Regions from separate parts of the Mus musculus genome. Here all the other regions are linked to region 4. A link is a contact called in public HiChIP or PLAC-seq and promoter capture Hi-C data. All regions are on one chromosome and are shown on one strand. The core of a region is the stretch at or near the end of the contact, and the rest is flanking DNA. Distances in the headings are between cores, read along the strand shown. Region 1 holds the start of Itga9 (integrin alpha 9). Region 2 holds the start of Sec22c (SEC22 homolog C, vesicle trafficking protein). Region 3 holds the start of Golga4 (golgi autoantigen, golgin subfamily a, 4). Region 4 holds the start of Wdr48 (WD repeat domain 48).

What was found. Promoter capture Hi-C pulls out the DNA fragments that hold promoters and counts their contacts. HiChIP or PLAC-seq counts read pairs in DNA pulled down with a chosen protein or histone mark.
Region 1: a contact with region 4 is called in a promoter capture Hi-C map of hippocampal neurons, with 6 times the contacts expected there. The contact joins the promoter of Itga9 here to the promoter of Wdr48 in region 4. A contact is called at or near these places in 1 of 39 promoter capture datasets (hippocampal neurons) and 1 of 115 datasets of contacts at active chromatin or transcription factors (forebrain).
Region 2: a contact with region 4 is called in a promoter capture Hi-C map of pre-B cells, with 4 times the contacts expected there. The contact joins the promoter of Sec22c here to the promoter of Wdr48 in region 4. A contact is called at or near these places in 2 of 39 promoter capture datasets (embryonic stem cells and pre-B cells) and 2 of 9 other capture datasets (adipose tissue and liver).
Region 3: a contact with region 4 is called in a FOXA1 HiChIP or PLAC-seq map of pancreatic cancer cells. The contact joins the promoter of Golga4 here to the promoter of Wdr48 in region 4. A contact is called at or near these places in 1 of 39 promoter capture datasets (hippocampal neurons), 1 of 484 Hi-C or Micro-C datasets (the G1E-ER4 cell line) and 1 of 115 datasets of contacts at active chromatin or transcription factors (pancreatic cancer cells).

Annotation. Positions count from the first base shown.
Region 1 is chr9:118,605,459-118,608,158 of GRCm38.p6, reverse strand. It overlaps Itga9 (integrin alpha 9), which reads right to left and starts at 1,450. Exons shown (of 28, transcript NM_133721.2): 1 at 1,044-1,450. The coding sequence starts at 1,231.
Region 2 is chr9:121,703,763-121,706,462 of GRCm38.p6, reverse strand. It overlaps Sec22c (SEC22 homolog C, vesicle trafficking protein), which reads left to right and starts at 1,434. Exons shown (of 7, transcript NM_001164562.1): 1 at 1,434-1,539.
Region 3 is chr9:118,505,011-118,507,710 of GRCm38.p6, reverse strand. Golga4 (golgi autoantigen, golgin subfamily a, 4) reads right to left here and starts at 1,393. Exons shown (of 24, transcript NM_018748.3): 1 at 1,154-1,393. The coding sequence starts at 1,225.
Region 4 is chr9:119,893,493-119,896,192 of GRCm38.p6, reverse strand. It overlaps Wdr48 (WD repeat domain 48), which reads right to left and starts at 1,298. Exons shown (of 19, transcript NM_026236.3): 1 at 1,236-1,298. The coding sequence starts at 1,283. Gm2449 (a long non-coding RNA gene) reads left to right here and starts at 1,281. Exons shown (of 7, transcript XR_871350.2): 1 at 1,281-1,367; 2 at 2,546-2,666.

The DNA.
Region 1 (2,700 bases), core at 201-2,700, 1.3 Mb after region 4:
TTCTCTTGGAGGCCGCTCTCCTAAATACACGAAAGTGTTAATAAAGCCAGTCACAAAGTTCTCTTTCTCCAGGGTTCTGAAAGACCCGCATCCACAAGCCCCCGATTGCCTCGGCCCCTGTCCAATTCCGAGCAGAGACTCCCAGTAAGTTACATGTCCAAGCACACACACTGCCAGTCTCCATCTCCCGGCCTGCTGCTTCTAAAGATGCTCGCTCACGGGATAGCACCCTCAACGTGAACCAGCCATCTCCTGGGTCCACAGTAACATCATCTAAAATGAGGCTGGGGAGCTACTGAACTCTAGCTGCCTTGAATAGGTGGGCGTGGTGCATGGTGTGGCTCGTTCATTCCAAGGAAGTGGTCTATCCGCCTTCTCTAAGCGCTCCTGCTGTGGGGTCAGTTAACTTCACTATTGATGCTTAATGAGGGAGAGACTTATTCTTTTCTGCAGGCCCACCCATCTCGCTGGTTCAAAACTGTACCCCTTGATTAAAAACTTCAGCTTCCTAAATCTTGTCTCTAGACACGTGGGAGAGCTCCAGGCTGCCCACCAGCCACACAGTCTGCTCCTTGGGGGTCCTCTCTGCATCCCAGATCCTCTCAGAACTTTGTGGGGCCCCTGGGTACCTCTTCTGGAGATTCCTAAGCCACCAGGACCCACTCCCACCACACCCCTTGTTTCTCTGCTTCCTGCATGCTGCTGCCCTAGAGTTACATGAAGTGGTCCCCAAGAGCAGCCTGGCCTCCTAGGGGCCCCCCGGGGATCTGGGGCAGATGGCCAGCCCGCGGTGGCCCCTGGAAGGCAGACAGCCAAGTAACTTTGCTTTGGCGAGAGCGAAGCTGCGTCTGACTGCCCAGGGAGGACAGGGACCCCAGGGACGCCCCGGGCCTCGGAGAGCAGGCCAGGATGTCAGCGTGGCCGCCCGGACATTTAAATCGGCCCCGCGGGAGGTGGAGTGGAAGAGGCCGGAAAGGCGGCGGCCAACTTGGGGGACCACGGGGTGCCCACGCCAGGGTCGAGGATCCGCGGGAGACACTTACCAGCGCGTGTTGTCGTGGAAGTGCTCCAGCACCGCGTAGCCGAAGAAGGAGCCTGAGGGGCCCTGGAAGCGTACCGGGCGCTGCGCGTCCAGGTTGTAGGCGCCGGCCGGGACCCCCGCGGCCACCAGCGCCAGCAGCAGCGCGCGGAGCCCTCCGGCGCCGGTCCGCGCCGCAGCCGGGCCGCCCATCCCCAGCCGGCCGCCGCCCTGCGCCCTGCCCCGCGATCGGGGCTCCCGGGACACGCCGCTGCCCGGGGCGGGAGCCGTACGCTCCGAGTCTAAGCCCGGGACGCGGCGATGGGCTACAGCGAGAGCCGGAGCAAGGCCAGGGACGGCCGCCAGCGCCCCGCGTCCTCTCGATGCCCGCCGAGAGGTCTGCGCTCTCGGAAGGAGCGGGTCCCGGGCCCGGGCGGCACTGGACTGCGGAGAGGCGCGCCCGCGGGGTGGGCGGCCCGGGCGGCCCGGGCGGGACGGGTCCGCAGCGCCCCCTGCTGGACGCGGTCTCAGGCGCACCCCCGGGTCCAGGTTCTGGACCTCGGTGAACTGCATCCTCTCAATGTCCTAGGCTCTGCTGTGTCCAAGCTGGCTGGGTCTCTCTCCTTTTGTCTTACACTGAAAGTCTCTCTCTCACACACAAAGACCCAAAGCTACCCGAGCCAAGGATGGGTAAATATTCTGGCCCTGCCCATCTGGAAGCTCTTCTTCAGAGGCAACCGCTCAAGACCGCCAGTCAGTTGCTGTAAGAATTAGTCATGTGGAAGAGAGCAGAGCGTTCTTCCATACTCCCTGACCTGGCCAGCGCTTTCCAACTTGGCAGACATACAATACAGCCAGGTGTGCTCCCCTGTATGTGGGAGATTATGGTGAAGTATACGTTGCATAAAGTTTACGTCATAACCTCATTTTGGTTATGTGATCATCAATAGCTCATCTTGCAAATTAAATTATACATAAATTTAACAAGCACGCCCAGCCCAGTCCAGCCCCCGGCAAGTTTCATTTATCCCTGACTCTATGAAGTTGACTATTCCAAGTTTAATGTTATTGTTGAACTAACTCTTTACTCTGGTAAAATCACAACCCCCTCCCCATCCCTTCCCACCCTCTCCACTTCCAAAGTCTCATTCATACTAAACACACACGACGCCTTTATCTTTTTCTTTCTAATCAGGCTTATCCTTACAACAACAGTCAAAGCCTAGGGTAGGCAAGGTGGGGTGGGGGGGGGGTGCACATTCCAGAGTTATCCACTCGCCAGCAGTCTAAACACGGGGATCTTTACAGGTGAAGAGCCTCTTCCAGCTGTCATCAGAAGGGCTGTGACAAAGGAAGCCAGATCACCGCTAGCTTGGGAGCTGGAGGGAAGGGTCCATGAGGTAAAGAAGCCAGGCAGCTTCAAAAACTGGGGACAGAGAAATGTCTTCTCCTCTACCCCTTCCAGGAACGCAGGCCAGCGAGACCCATGACCTGTCCAGCATTGTTAGATGATCAATGTTGCTGTCTTAAACCACTGCAGTCAGGTAATTTGCATAGCTCGGATGCACTACTGCTGTCTTACTTGTGGTCAGTATTGCTGCAATGAAACACCATGTCCAAAAGCAAGTTTCAGAGGAAGGGGTTGATTCAGCTTGTACTGTTCATCATGGAAGGGAGTCAGG
Region 2 (2,700 bases), core at 185-2,684, 1.8 Mb before region 4:
TTCCTGTGTTCGTTTTGTAATTTGTCTGTGGTTACATAAGCCCTGCTTCCATTTCCACCCACCAGAGAAGTGTCGTTTAGAAGTCTTCACTCAGCTCAGGTCTCTCCATGTACCGTGTCTATCCAGCTGCTAGGTTGGCACCCACTGTAGGCTTCTCCGCAGAGATGGAATGGATAGGCTCTCTCTGACTATATGGTGGTTTATGAGGGGAACATGCTCATGTGGTGACAGAGGCTGAGAACCAGGGGAGCCAGTTCTGGGGTTCACTGACTTGCACTTGGCCTCAGAATCAGGGGAGCTGGGACTGGGGATGTGGCCCAGTGGGTAGTGCTCTTGTCTAGAAGGCAGGAAGCCCTGGGGTTGAGCTCCAGAGCCACACAACCTTGCTGTGGAAGCACACACACATCGGTAATCCCAGCGCCCAGCAAATGGAGTTTGTAGGATAGCCTTCAGAGTCAGCCTGCTACACAGTGAATTCAAGGTCAGCTTGGGATACACAAGACCCTGTCTCAAGGGATAAAAATGAAGTATCCGTGAAGCTGATGATGTAACATTAGTGAGAAGCTGAGGTCCTGAGAACCAGAGCCGGGACGTTCCAAGGAAAGCCTGGAGTTCTGATGTATGAAGAGGGTGACAGGCCTGACCCGGGGTTTTGTAGTTCAGTTATTCTATCAACAGAGATACATCCTCAGCCCCACAGAGTTCTGTGCACAAGCAAATGTCTCTGAAACACACAAACTCTCCCTTGCCCAATGGCCTGAGACTTGGAGAAGCTTTTCCTGAGCCCCAACTCCAAGACAACTGTTCCTGTAAATTCTCTTTGGAACCCATGCTTCTGTGAAGCATAACTCGTGTTTAAACACCAGAATTCCTGCCTGGTGCCCTACCCCCTTCTCTTGATTTGGTTTCTGTGTTCACACTTCCTGTGTACGCAGTGCGCGGCAAACAGCGGTGCTCAGCACTTGTCAAAACAGTAAGGGCCTAACTGTGCTACCCAATCTCCCTCCAGCCTCATAGCGAGGTGTGTGTGGCTCAGGGATCGGACTTTGGCACCTCCTCCAGGCTGGCAGAAGGCTGTGCTCTTCGGATCCTCTATCTCGGGCCTCTTGCCCAGCTGCGTAGCCTGCAAGAACCCACGCCCAGGGAGTGTCACTCCAGTCACACGGGGCCTAGACGCCTCTGGAGAACAGCCCTGTCCGCTCCAGGCCAGGCATCGTGGGGACGTCGGAGCCTCTTCTCACCGCTCGAGGTGAGACTCGCACGTGGGCCTGGGGACCTGCGGAAGAGACGCGGGCTGAGGGGAGCAAACCCGGGCCAGCCCTGGTAGATTCACTCAATTCCCGGGTCTGAACAACTGGACAGCAGAGACGCCCCACGATTGGTCTGTTTGGCGTCGCTTAGCAGCAGCGAATGGGAGCTCACGGTGTGCGCATGAGCACCACATCCTGCCTCCTACAGCCGGGCCGCGGGTAACCTGCACCCCGCCGGCCGCCGGGGTGGGCTGCGGTGGCCGAGGCGGAGGTCGGCCGCGGGGGCGAGGTGAGGTTAGCGGGCCAGGCGGGCGTGGAGAGGTGGGGTCGGGGTCTAGGCCACCGGGCTGCAGCCCGGGCCGGTGGGACTCCGCCGAGGCCCGGCCCCCTGCACGGTGCGTACCGGCTGGGATGCGCTGCCCGCTGTGCCTGCTGCCCGGGGCGGGGCCGGGGCGTGTCTCGGGAGGGCGGGGCGGTGGTTCCCTTTATGTAGACTGAACTCTAGTCCTGTCACTTGCTTCTTTTGAGAGCAAACTTTCCTTAGTCTGCTGGTCTAGCAGAACTTGGCTTCTTCAAGGCCTGGTCACCCCTACACCAACTTTCCTGGACTTGGATAAGCCGGGACAAAGAACCTGCAGAGCAGAGCGGGGGTCAAGCTTGCAAAAAGCCAAATCCAGGGAAGGAACTGAGTTACCTCTGATGAAAGGTGCCGTTACAGTTTGCGGTCTTGTGAAACGGAGCCCCATGTAACTCGAGTTTGGCCTTGAGCTTGGGATCCTCCTGCCTCCACTCCCCGCCCCGCAAGTTCTGGGATCACAGGTGTATGGCCTCCATGCCCAGCTCGGTTGGTGTAGCGGGTGACAAGATCAGAGAAACTAAAGCAACCCTCAGTGCAGAGCCAATGCTAGAGCAACGTGTCTGTAAAAGTCTACACAGAGAGTTTATTCAGGTAAAGAACTTGTCAGGGAAATGAGAACGGGGACAGCTTTGCATAGCCTGACACTGATATACAGGATTCATTCGCACCGCAGCTTTCTCAGGAAGACAGTTGTAGACAGGTCCCTAGAGATGCCTCGTAAATGTTTAGTGGACAACAGAGAGGACATCTTGAGGTCTCATAAAGAATTTCAGATCAAGGCTGGGGTGATGGTGCACATCTTTAATCCCAGCACTCAGGTGGCAGAGATAGAGGCAGTGCATAGCCAGACAAGACAACTGACTTTAGAGTATAATACACTAGGTAAGGAGAGGTGGTTTTATTTTATTTTAGAGAGGGTCTCACTCTGTAGTCCTGGCTGGTATGAAACTTACTGTGTAGGCCATGCTGGCCTGGGTCTGCCTGCCTCTTCTAAATCCTGGGATTAACGGTGTGTGCCTCTGAGCTTTAACTCCAGCAGTTTACTCACCACTTGGTTCTGTTTTAGGCAGGCTGTCCTGCAGCCTAAACTGC
Region 3 (2,700 bases), core at 144-2,643, 1.4 Mb after region 4:
CTGGCCTCACACAGTGTACAGACATACAGACAGACAAGACACTCACATAAAGAAATCCAGAAATCTTTTTTAAATAGTAAAATAAAAAGAATAAAGCCCGAGGGATGAGGAATGACGACACCATGGTTGTCTTCTGGCTGCCACCTGCCCACGCGCGCACACAAGAAAAAAGAAATCGTGTAACTAAATGTTTTTGCATCCTAAATCTTCTCAGACTATGTTTCTAGAAACAGAATGCTGGGTCGTTATATTTAAACACCCAAACTGCTTCCCACTTAGCCAAACTACGACCTTTCTTGAGCCATGGGCTTTCCAGGTTTCTAACCATAAAAGAAAAGACGTTCGTGTTCAATCTACTGATATTCAGGGAGACTGGGGAGAGATTCAGCAGAAACCCTCCCCTCCCGTCCTTCACACCCTGAGTGCTGGAGAGGGGTAGTTTGTTTCTAACACGAACACGCCCCCTTTTCCCAGCCCGAAACCATACTCCCTTAAAAAGCAACGACCTTCCAGAAAAGATGCAAGAGCCCGGTTGCTGACAGGCTCGGTGCCCGTCCCGTTCAGTGTCTGCCCCTGAGCCCTGTCCGCCATCACCCAAGTTACACGAAGTGACTAACTCGTGACAGGCTTGGTCGCTGGACCGCCGCCCTCGGCTCCTGCGAGCAGCCTGGCCCGGGCAGGCTCGACTCTCTGCCTCGATCAGGGTTTGGAAGCAGGAGACTTACAGGGACCTGGTCATTCCGGGTGCGATGTCCAGGGAACCCAGAGGACATTGGTCATATATGGGGCAGAGGGCAGAGGTCACATATCACAAAGGATCTGGGTTGCCCCGCCCCCGTCACCACTCTAGAGTCAGGGTCTCTGACGGGCGAGAGAAGCTCCCCACGCAGGACCCGAACCCATCGCACCCATCTGTCAGACCGGGTCGGTCCTTAGAGGGGAAACTCCGAAGTCAAATGTCCCGACCGGTCCCGTCACCCTGCACAGGGACGGAGTTTTGGGAGAAACCAGGCCAGGGTTCCTACACCGGCTGGGTGGTCCCAAACCTTCCAGGGCTACGGTTTGGGGGGGGGGGGTGTTCCTGGGGCGGAGGTCAAAGGTCATGGGGAACTTTCGCCCGCTTCCCGGGCCTCGGCGCAGGGGGACGACGTACCTGAGCAGGGGCTAACGCCTGCTGCAGCTGCTGCTGCTCCTCGCTGATCTTCTGCTTCAGCTTCTTGAACATGGCGCGGCGAGGGGCCGGCAGCGTCTCTACCCGCGGGGCGGCCGGGCCCGGGCCTCGCCGCCTTCCTGTGGAGCTGGCGGGCACCTCGGGGCGCTCGTCGTGCGGGTGTCGGCGTCGCCGCCGCCGCGTCTCTTCTTTCTGGGTGCCCCTGGCTGGCCTCGGCCCCCCATCCAGCCCCGTCAGCGGCGGCGGCGGCGGCGACAACGGCAGCAGGTGAACGCGCCCCGGGCGCCTGCGCGGTCGACGTGGAGCTTGCCAGGGGCTTGCTACGGAGCGCCGCGGCGGACAATATGGAGGCGGTGCGGGTGAACGCGCGTGCACAGTGGCGTCTGCGCTGACTCTAGCGGGAGTCTTGGAGCTGTGCTGTCAAATAGGGAGCATCCCACCACTGAGCACCACAGTGAAGAAGGCTGGGGTGAGAGAGGATAGAGCTAGGAATGCAGAAGTGTATTCAGTGTCGTGTGGCACGATCGTTTAGAATTCTCTCGAAAGGTTTTTGGATAGTGGGTTGGATGGTATAGATGACTAGTTGGTTCGCTGGTTGGCCAGCTAGTTGGTTCGTTGGTTCATTGGTTCATTGGTTGGTTGGTTGGTTGGTTTAAAGAGAAAATCTGGGGCTGAGGGTGTAGAACGTTTGTTTACCTAGCATATGCAGGAAGGATTGGCTCTAGCCTCAGCATCGCATAAACTGGGTGTGATGGTGTATACCTGTAATCCCAGCATCCAGAGGTAGAAGCAGTAGGACGAGAAGTTCAAGGTCATTCTTGCCTATATGAATTTAAGGCCAGTCTGAGCTACAGTGAGATCCTGTCTCAAACATAAATAGTCTGGCTGAATTAGGCAGACTGGCCTTGAATTTGTTAACTAAAGTGATTTTCCTGCCTCCAGAATAGCTGAGGCCTACAGGTGCACAATTTTCTGCCTAGTCAGAATTATCTGCCTTTAGTGCTTAATATCTGTGGCTGCACTCCAAAGGAGCTGTCTTCCCCTACCTAGACTTTTCCATCTGCTGAGAACCCCCTACACTTGCACAACATAGAATATTTCTGAAACCTCTGCTCACAAAGACCCATATGACCTCGAAACTCTGGGTTCTGCACAAGCTACTACCTGGATGGCATCCATTCAGTTCTGATTCTTTGAACAGAACATTAAGAACTGGTGCATGGGGGTGTACACCTTTAATCCCAGCACCTGGGAGGCTGAGGCCAGGTGATCTCCGAGTTCCAGGCCAGATGGGCCTATGTTACATAGGGACACCCTGACTCAGAGAGAGAGAGAGAGAGACAGAGACAGAGACAGAGACAGAGACAGACAGAGACAGACAGAGACAGACAGAGACAGACAGAGACAGAGAGAGAGACAGAGAGACAGAGAAAACCAGATCCACAGGTTTAGGCCTCAGTCCCACAAGACTTCCAATGCCAGTCACATGCCAGAGGAGGAGATTCGTAGTCAAAAACCTAAGTGAAGGA
Region 4 (2,700 bases), core at 49-2,548:
CTTTTCAAGTGAGGGGATAGAGATGTTTACGTGGACGCAGATATTCAGATCCTCATGTTTGTGCTACAGGCCTTCCACCAGACTGACCATCTCCCAGTCAGCCCAATTCTAACCATTAAACAACCATTAGTGAGCACACAGGGCCAACAAATGGAAGTCAGTACTATAAAGAGGACACTCATTCAGAAAATGCCACAGCTTTCCAGCCTTATGCTGGGGTTACTCACCTTTGGCCCTCCCTTCTGAACACTGAGTTCAATCCGTGGAGTGTTTACTGACTGCTAAACCCTTTTAGTCTCTTCTCCTCTGTGCGGCAAGTCTATGCACTCAGTCCACTTTAATGACTGAATGCATTTTTTTTTTTAAGGCAGTGTGTCTCGTGTAGCCCAGACTGATTGATCTCAAACTTGGTAGGTACTGGAGGATGACCTTGAATTTCCGATTCCCCTGTCGTCACCACAGAAACACACACACACAAGCAGCGCTAGAAGTACAGGCGGGTACCAAGCATGCCTGGTTTTATGTGGAGCAGGGGGTTTGAACCTTGCTCAGGACAGGAAGGGCTCTGCTAAACGAGCTTTATCCCCAGCACACAAGGCAGCAAGCAAAACTCAAACGTACACCAAACCAACGTGATTTGGGGAAACCCAAAGCACCCACGGTGCGGGTCAGCGAGCTCATCACTGGAGATTCCGACGTTAGGGAGATGAGGACTAAAAAGGAAGCCCGGAAGATGCATAGTGAGGACGGTGGAGGGCGGAGGCAAAGCCCATCGCTAAGGAAGGGACACTGTCATTTCCTCCAGCACAGCGCTCCCACGTGCGACCCGGACCCGCCACGCCCCCGCAAGGCCCCTCGCTTCCCGGCCTCACCCACCCGCGGGCGCCGCGAGGCCTCCGCCGCCGGGTCGCGGCTGTTCCGGAGGAAGGCGGCCGAGAGCAGAGGCAGGTGAGCGGGCAGCAGGCCCATGGCGCCGCCGCAGGCCCGGTGTCCCGGGACGGCGGTTCGCCGGGACGGCGGTTCCCCGCGACCGCTCGCGAGGCCCGCGCGCCCAGTCCGCCCGCCGCCACCTCAGGCCGTTGGCGCCCCGGCCCCACCCCTCGCGCCGCTGCGCCCCGCCCCGCCATCCTCCGGCTGTCGAACCCGGCCAGCCGCGGCCCGAGGCATCCGCCCGCCCGCGGGGGTACCAGAGCCGACGGCAGTGTCGCCAAGGCCGCGGAGCCGGGCCGCCATACCTGCACTTTCCTCCGCCCGGCTGTGTTCTGCCGGTGATGGGCCGCCATCTTGCATGTTGACACTCCGACGTCACTTCCGGGAGAGTTGAAGCGCCAGCGGATGTCCCGCCCTACTCTGTGGTTGGGTAGAAGGTAGGTAGGGCGTAGGCTTTCCGGGCTGGTTGCGAGGGGAGGCGCTGGCGGAGAAATAGCAGCGTGTGGGCGGGAACGCTCTTGGAACCAGGGCTTGGGGGCCCGTACTGGTCTACCTCTGTGCAGCTAAGCCCCAGGGCCGTCCCAGCGCCTGCATGCAGAGAGAAAGCGCTCAAGAGAGTCGTGCTTAAGTCGTGCCCCAGCCACTTAAGCCAGTGCTTAGCAACTGGACCACGTCTCTAACTCCATATTTATAGGTTTTAAAAATAATAATAATAAAATGTTGTTGTCATTTAGTTATTTTGAGGCATGGTCTCGCTGTGTAGTCCTGGCTGTTCTCAAACACCAGCGGAGAGGACAACTTGTGGTAGTCTTCTTCTTCCACTATGTGGGCCTTGAGATTCTAACTCAGGCTTGGCAGTAGGCACCTTTATCCAGTGATTCATCTCACCAGCCCCCTCAGGATCTTACCCAGACTCTCAGAATTACAGACGTGTGCCTGTACAGCTATAATATGGATCTTAGGATGTTAAGTGAGATAATGTTCGCATAGGCCCTGCTAACTTGACAATATATTTTAAATGATCGTTTTGGCAAAAACATGACCAAAGTACTATAACCCCTATGGAAACCCACTACCTTTATAAACTAATTAAAAAATACAAAGGGGCTGGAGAGATGGCTGAGAAGTTGAGAGCACTTGCAGAGGACCTGGGTTTGGTTCCCAGCATTCACCTGGGAGTTCATGAGCTGCAATAAACTCCAGTCCCACACGCCCCCTTTCGGACGCAGGTAGAACACTCTCCCAAAATAGAAGTAAATCTAAAATACAGAATTTCAAAGAGATACACTTGCATGGATGGAAAATGATTCCCCCCAAAAGACATGCATTATTAGATGAAAATCTCAATGCCAGGCATGGGATAGCTTTCTATGACATGGTCAGGGAAGACCCAGAAGCCCCTAAAACAATACAGGCTATAGCTGTTGCACTTGGTTGCCCACCGAAACTAAGTAGTAAGACACTATTGCTGGAGACACTGTATACTTTGGTAGCTGGACACAGAGACATCAAAGTGCACTGACCCAAAAACTTGTCAGTGATGACTCTGTGATGACTGGCTTCTCTGTGATGACTCTGTGATGACTGGCTTCTCTGTGATGACTGGCTTTCATAGGTGCTGTGAATCCTGCCAGGGAAAAAGAAGCATCCGTGATAAACCAGCCGACCACCTTGCCAGGCAAGATGTGCCCGCTGCTGTAGGGTTATGAGGGCAACCAATTACTTTTGGATTTGAGGTCTGTTCTACTGGAAGGAATTCCAGCTTGGTAC